Regions from separate parts of the Sus scrofa genome. Here region 2 is linked to region 1. The links are chromatin contacts, called in public HiChIP or PLAC-seq maps. All regions are on one chromosome and are shown on one strand. The core of a region is the stretch at or near the end of the contact, and the rest is flanking DNA. Distances in the headings are between cores, read along the strand shown.

Region 1 (3,432 bases), core at 640-3,139:
AAGATTTCATAGACAAGAAAAGAGCGGATTTCTCATCACTCTTTTCCTAAGTTCAATATAATTTCTACGAAATAATGAATGAAATAGATTCTTCTAGGAGCTGGAACATTTTTTTGAAGAAGACAATAATCTTGATCTCAAAGACTTGCAGCCTCTTAGATCACAAACAATTACATTACAGATGCAGTACCAGATTTAAGAGTGCAGAGAGAGGGTGATAAATTTGGCCAGAACAGGTCAGAGAAAAGTTTCACAGAGGAGGTAATAACTGAGACTTGGTGGGTACACACAAGTGATGAGGCAGGCAGAGACCGTTCAACATGAGCGAACCACAGAGAGGAACAGGGAGGTTATAAGCAGTTGAGGATTGCTGGAGCACGGGGTGCCCTGGAAGGAGGGGTAGCCTAGACTGCAGAAGCGAGGAGCACAGCACGGACCTTGCTGAGAAGTGTGGTTTTCACCGTGTGTAATGAGGAGTCCCGGAAGGTTTTAAGGGACAGTGGGATGCCCTCTGATCCGCGACATACATAACTCTGTGAGAGGGTGAGGAGGAGGGTTTAGAAGGGAAAGCAACTGGGGACAGAAAGACCAGCTAGGAGGCCATTTGGAAACTGTAAGCAAGAGACAGGAGAGTCTGAACCATAATGGGGACAGCAGGGCAGAGAATGGGATGGTTTCAAGAGAGAGATTAAGAAGCAGATCAAAAAACTTGTGGCAGTTGTAATGGCACATGAAAAGGTGGGTTATCTAGCACGCTTCCAACTTTCTGGCTTGCAACATTTTCAGAAAAGGGCCAGAAACATCGGCACCAAATGTGATCCTCTTTCCTGTTAACTTCTCTCCTCCTTAGATGACCTATAAGAGTGTTCATACAAACAAAAGATGCGGTTTCTTTTCCTGGCACACTCTGGTTACTCCATTTTTAAACCCCTCATGGGGTTTACACTATTGAAATTTATTGGTTATAATAAGGCAGACCTAAGAGTTCTAGTCCTGCCTTCTCAGGCTTTTTTGTTTTAAAATTATTAACTTCGAAAACAATAACAACAATGGAAGTAAAAGAAAAAAGTGTGTGCAAAGTGAAAAGGATATGGGTTTATAGGAACATGTGCAAGAGCACACGAGAACCAAAGAATCCTTTGGGGGAAATGTGGTGGGGGAGGGACAAACTAGGGATTTGGGATTGATATATACACGCCACTATATATAAAGTAGATGGGGGAGTTCCTGCTGTGGCACAGCAGAAACGAATCCGACTAGTAGCCATGACAATGCGGGTTCAATCCCTGGCCTCGCTCAGTGGGTTGGGGATCTGGTGTTGCCATGAGCTGTGGTGTAGGTCAGAGACATGGCTTGGATCTGGCGTTGCTGTGGCTGTGGCATAGGTCAGCACCTGCAGCTCCAATTCGACCCCTAGCCTGGGAACTTCCATATGCCGTGGGTGCAGCCCTAAGGCAAAAAGAAAGAATAATAATAATAATAGTAACAAGGTCCTACTGTTTAGCAGAGGGAAATTTACTCAATACTGCGTAATAATTTACAAGGGAAAAGAATCTGAAAAGGAATCGATATATGTATAACAGATTTACTTTGCTGGACACCAGAAATCAACACAACATCGTATGTCAATTATATTCCTCTAAATTTTTTTTTTTTAAATGAAGAAACCAAAAAAAGCAAAAGAAGAATCCTTTGGCCAGAGGAGAGGCCTTCAGTGAGTGGAAAGGGATGAAATGAGGAGAGGGAGTGGCAGGAAAGGGGGACCTTTCAATCCCGTGAACCAGTCTGCCCTCAAGATTTTCAAGGGTGGGGCCTCAATTATAAATAGAGCCTGAAATAGTGCACTAGCTTGGGGAGGAGGTGTCTCCAGTGAGCCAAACGTTCAATTCAAGCATGAACTAAGGAAAAAGAATCTGTGTCTGGAAACCTGTCAAGTCCCAGGATCTCTCTGATCCCCAAGACAAGAGTATTTGAGAGCAGCTCCTCTAGGATTTTGAAACTAAACCAGCCCCCAGGGTGTGGGATATTTTTTTCTACCTATTATTTCCTGCTTCAGCTCCATATGAACTACTTAGTGAAAGATATTCCACTGCTAGACGAAAACACTTACAAGCAGAGACCTGGGCTTGAGTCCAGCCTGAAGAGTAAGTGTCCAGGGACAACTGAGGCTGAGTGGGCAGGGATTTTATAAGACAGCTCTTTGGGGAGGAGCTAGGAGACCTGAGAGGTGTCCTGAGCCAGCCTCCAACTGTCCCTCAGTTTCTTCCTCTATGAAACGGCAGCACCGGTCCAGACTAGAAGATATCTATAGATCTTTGCCACGCAACCATTCTATCATTTCTTTCCATCTCCTGTGCCACAACTGAATAAATAGATTCCTCCTTTGATGCTTGAGAACTAATGTGGCATCAGAGGAAACCGAGTACGAAGGGAAAGACGCAAGGCAGAGGGAGAGGGAGATCAGGCCCAAATCACCCATCAGGTCAAAGGCACCATCTCCTTGTTCTTCTCTTCATGCCCCACTTTGTATTATGGGATCAGTTTATTTAGGGGTTTGATCTCTACTGCAGCACGTAATTCAATTGTGTGCAAGTGTATCATCTTCCTATCACACAAAACAAAAAAAACCTATCAACTGATATCTGAGGCTGGTTTGGAATCCAAACATTGGCCCTAGGTCCAGCCTCTGAGCAAATAGCTGGTTTTCAGAGACTGAGTTACTAGATGCTGAATTCAAACCGCAGGGTTTCCTATATGGTTTTTTGTTTTAACAAACGCTGCTGAGAATGGAAAATCAGATCTTTTCTTCAAGAATCTGCAATAAAATTTGCAATCCAATCCTTGCATGAAACATAGCCTGGACAGGTTACCCGGCCACAATACATGGGCTATTTTAATTCGGTATATTTCTTCTTTGGAATTGAGAAATGGCTTTGTCTTGGTTCTTCTGAGATATTCTGAATGCTTGATTCCTAGCACAGAAATAATTGCTGCTGATACTACTTTTAAATCTTGATGGTTTTAAAACTGCAACAACAAAAAAAGCCAGGGGTTAACTATCTAAATATGTGTGTGAGTGTGTGTAACTAGTATATGTGATACTACATTAGTATACAAATATATACATTACAACTAGTATAATTTTTATTCATTAACTTGTAGTAAAGGGTAGTAGTTTCAACATCAAAAATATTTAATTTCTAAATTCAGAAACTCAAAGAAGAATATCAAGTTAGGGCCTTAGAAATAACATCTCAAGTTACATTAGATCGCCAGATTGGCAATATAGGAAAGTGAGCAGTAATTCCCAAAATGCTTTCTTCAAAAAGCAAACATTTCACCAGGTTTTGGAGCACTGACTAGAGAACAGTCAGTCTCTAAAATATCAAACTAAACTTTCTGAAATTTAATGTTCATAAGTCATATGAGAAG
Region 2 (3,432 bases), core at 465-2,964, 140 kb after region 1:
CCTGTCATTATTTATTTAGGCTGCACGTCCTCCTGTGGCTGCTCCTGTGTCCTCATGGCCACCACCCCCTTTCCCTTCACTTCAGCCCCGTCTGCCAGGGAGCCCAGAGCCGTCTGTCCTGCAGGTCACACGATCTCCCTAGACCTGTTTGTCTACCAGAGATGAGGTTTAGGGTTTGTGTTTCTGGACCGGAGCCCTCAGTGGTGCCTAATTCAAAAGGGAAGAAACCCCAGGAGAAAACCTGATCCTCTCTGGGGGTGGTTGGGGGTGGGGGGCTGGCCTGGAAGGAATAATATCTGAAGGCCCGGAGCCGTCTCCTGATTGGCTGCTTATGATGCCATTCCCTTGATTGTAGTGTTTTGTTTTTGTTTTTTACCTGCGGTGTTTTCTTAGCTCAGTAAGAGGCATAAATGAGAAGGGAGCGTGAAATCCTGGTCTTAGAATCCTAGGCCTAGGGAAGAATCTCTCAGAATGCTTTCCCCTCCCAGCCCTCTCATTTAGGTGCAAATAAGCAGCAAGTGCAGCATTCAAGGGGAGTGGAAATGGCGTGTGTCTATTAGAGAAAACTGGAGGAGGGTTTGGAAGAGAACAGGGACCGTGCTGTCGCTTTGTTTTGATAGCATTGGGGGTTCATGTGTTGTTGGAATGTTTGTGAACCTCAGAGTTTTTAGAACCAGCTGACAGGTGGAACTATTTTCCTCCCCAGATCATCTGCACTTCTGTGTAAGCATGGAACAGGGCCCCGTAGCGATGTCGTGAATGTCCGATCATGAAACGAGCTCCCCTTGGAGATTTTACTGATCCGCACCCCACACTCTACTGCCCGTGCTGATGCCTGTTATGTTCTGTTTAGTGTATTATTTATTTCGGAAGTCACTGGAAATTATTTTCATCCTGTACCCCTTTTTATTTCATGCCTGTCTGCAGGTCCTTGCAGGGCGATTTCATGGAAGCTGTTAGAATGGTAGACTGTTCACATGGAAAGAACTTTAAGGAATGTCTGGTCTAACTGCAGATTATAGCCAAGGAGCACAGGCCCGGAGGGGGCATTGAGTGACAAAGGTCAGCCGGGGAATTAGAGGCAGAGCTTGGGTGTCAGGCCCAACATTCTTTCTGCCACAGATGCTCTAATCTCTTATGCCAAGTGATTAGGTTGAGATGAATTTTGGCCTGGTTTTGAAAAGCCCGCTGTCTTATCTCTTCTCTCTATAAATCCCTCTTTCCCAGTTCCTTCCTTTTCTCTCCCTTCTCCCTCCCAAATTTTGACTCTGATCCAGGAGCCACAACAGGTGTTGGGCCTGCCTCTCAGCAAATCCCGAGTCCTGGCTGGCACCGTCGTGGGGGTGGAGCACGCCCTTGTGCCACCCGATTGGCTGCCAGATCAATTTCAAGGCCTCTCCGGTAACTTCCAAGGTGAATTCTCCCAAAAGGCTCCTTCCACCTTGGCCCGTCTAGTGACTGGCATGAGAAAAGTCTTCAGAAGTCTCCTCTGAGCCCCCACGGGGGAAGAATCTCTTACTGCAAACTTAACTTGAGCTCCCTAAGGATTATTCTTTTTTGTACTGAGCTTGACACAGTGTTCGTGTGCAGTGGAGGCTAGTGAAACAGGCCCATTGCTGACAATGATGGTCATAAAAACGCACCCTGTTACCTGAAACCTTCCCAGACGCAGTCGGTCCCCTGGCGAGGGCTGGGCCGCTGCGGTGCTGAATGTAATCCCTGTTACAGGCTCAGTAAATATTTACCTGCAGTAAATATGTAAGATAGGCCTGCGTTTGAGCTTAAATTACATCCCCGTTTTGAATTCACACGGGCGCGGGCACGTCCAGTGTGGCAGACCTGGGGTGGACACTGCTCGGATCCCCCCCTCCCCAGGGCCCGCTGGGAAGAGTGTTGTCAGCTGCAGCATCTTTGACGTCTGCTGCTGTGTTTACACCACATGCAGGCGCTTCCTCTCCTTCTTCCTGTCAGTGATTGCCTGCAGACAGGCAGAGCCAAGCCATCTCTGGCCCCCACAGGGCCTCTCTAATGGGCAGGGCTGTTCTGTGGCTCCCCACTAGCCTGGCTGAGACTTTCTCAGAGCTGCGATGCCGGCTGAGGCGTCTCCTGCCCGAGCCTCCCTCTTTCTCCCTCTCCTTTCAGAGGCGTCAGATCCGAACTGCCGTCTGAGGCTCTCCCCCCTGTCCTGTTCCTTCTCCCCTTTCTCCTTCCCAGGAGGCTCCCCACGAAGGCTCCTGCCTTTCTTACTTCTCGTGGGCATACGCTTCCCAGAGGCCCCAGCAGACGCTTCCACCAAGGAGGCCCAACTCAGCAAGTCTAATTTTCACGAAGGCCTCTGGTGTCTCCCGAGAGGAACTTATCCTAAGCAAAGCGAAGAAACCGGCAGTTGGGTCTAGCGACAGAATCTTCAGCATCAAAGAGAAGTGGGTCAGAGTTCAGTCAGTGTTAGGTTTATCATGCAGCTTTCTTTCTCGGCCTCACTGCAGCCCTACCCCTGCGCTGTCATTGGCTCGTGCTTAGTAGTTTGTGGAGGGAAATGGGGGTGAGAAGGAATTAGCCAAATACAGAAGAGCTGCTTTACTAAGGTCTTCGTGCATCAAAAGGGCATCAACGATACCTATTGGAAATTCATGGGACAAAATATAGCACAATGGTGGGAGAAAAGTATTCTTCTCTCCTCTGCACAGTCCATGTAATAGAGTCTGTGGACTGGGGAGTCCTGGCATCTCAAGAAGCCAGCAAGTGAGAACCACTCCTGGTGCTTCCCAGAGATTAAGAGAAGCAATACACAAGGAGCTGGGGTCCTTTAATAACAATCGGAGGCAAAGCTTGCAAAAGTACATACAAATTTGAATTACAGGTTATCAGAACCGAGATGAGCTATAGAGCCCATCGGGTTTGCTGGTTCTCAAACTATGTTCCCAAGAGATTTTCAAGGGCCCAAGGGGAGGAATGGTATAGACAAAATGTAAGTGTATGGTAGCCTGAGGAAGGGAGAGATTAATTTGATGCAAAAAAGTTTTCAAAGTAAGAGGCTGAGCCGATAGTGAACTAGTCTAGGTCCGATGGCAAATAGTGGAAGAGCTGAGATAAGAACCTTGGTTCCCTGGGCTCCTGTGTCCCCTCTTAAGAGGCTCTAGCTAGTACTTTTGTGATGTGGTGGCTGTGAGCAAATTACTCAGAATGGAAAGAATTTGAGGGTCACAGGGTGTAGGTTTTTTCCTTTATATTCCTCCTCCTGGGAGAAGAGCTGAGTAGCATCCAGTCTGCCTTTTGGATGCATTTGGGTGACTCTAAACAAGTGTGCTCTTTCTAGAATCTGGTTTTCATTATTTTTATATCCTCAGCCTCCCAAGTCAGCTGGGCAGAGATGCAGACAGAAAGGCCTAATGGAAGGAATGGGATTGCTTTTAATTTAGCATAAGAACCACC

What was found. HiChIP or PLAC-seq counts read pairs in DNA pulled down with a chosen protein or histone mark.
Region 2: an H3K27ac HiChIP or PLAC-seq map of skeletal muscle shows a contact between it and region 1. The contact joins two enhancer-like sites. A contact is called at or near these places in 3 of 47 Hi-C or Micro-C datasets (embryonic fibroblasts, fetal skeletal muscle and skeletal muscle) and 1 of 2 datasets of contacts at active chromatin or transcription factors (skeletal muscle).

What each region holds. Positions count from the first base shown.
Region 1 is chr9:8,661,927-8,665,358 of Sscrofa11.1, forward strand. All of the region lies in intron 4 of P4HA3 (prolyl 4-hydroxylase subunit alpha-3), which reads right to left. Among named protein-coding and RNA genes, the nearest start is that of P4HA3, 18 kb to the right of the region's middle. Within about 2 kb of position 1,890, at least 7 of the 83 cell types and tissues checked have an H3K27ac peak or open chromatin away from gene starts, as enhancers often do. A contact at or near this core is called in fetal skeletal muscle and skeletal muscle, where this site is marked.
Region 2 is chr9:8,798,032-8,801,463 of Sscrofa11.1, forward strand. All of the region lies in intron 1 of LOC106504800 (a long non-coding RNA gene), which reads left to right. It overlaps LOC110255398 (a long non-coding RNA gene), which reads right to left. Exons shown (of 2, transcript XR_002335532.1): 2 at 2,060-3,432. Among named protein-coding and RNA genes, the nearest start is that of KCNE3, 22 kb to the right of the region's middle. Within about 2 kb of position 1,715, at least 21 of the 83 cell types and tissues checked have an H3K27ac peak or open chromatin away from gene starts, as enhancers often do. A contact at or near this core is called in fetal skeletal muscle and skeletal muscle, where this site is marked.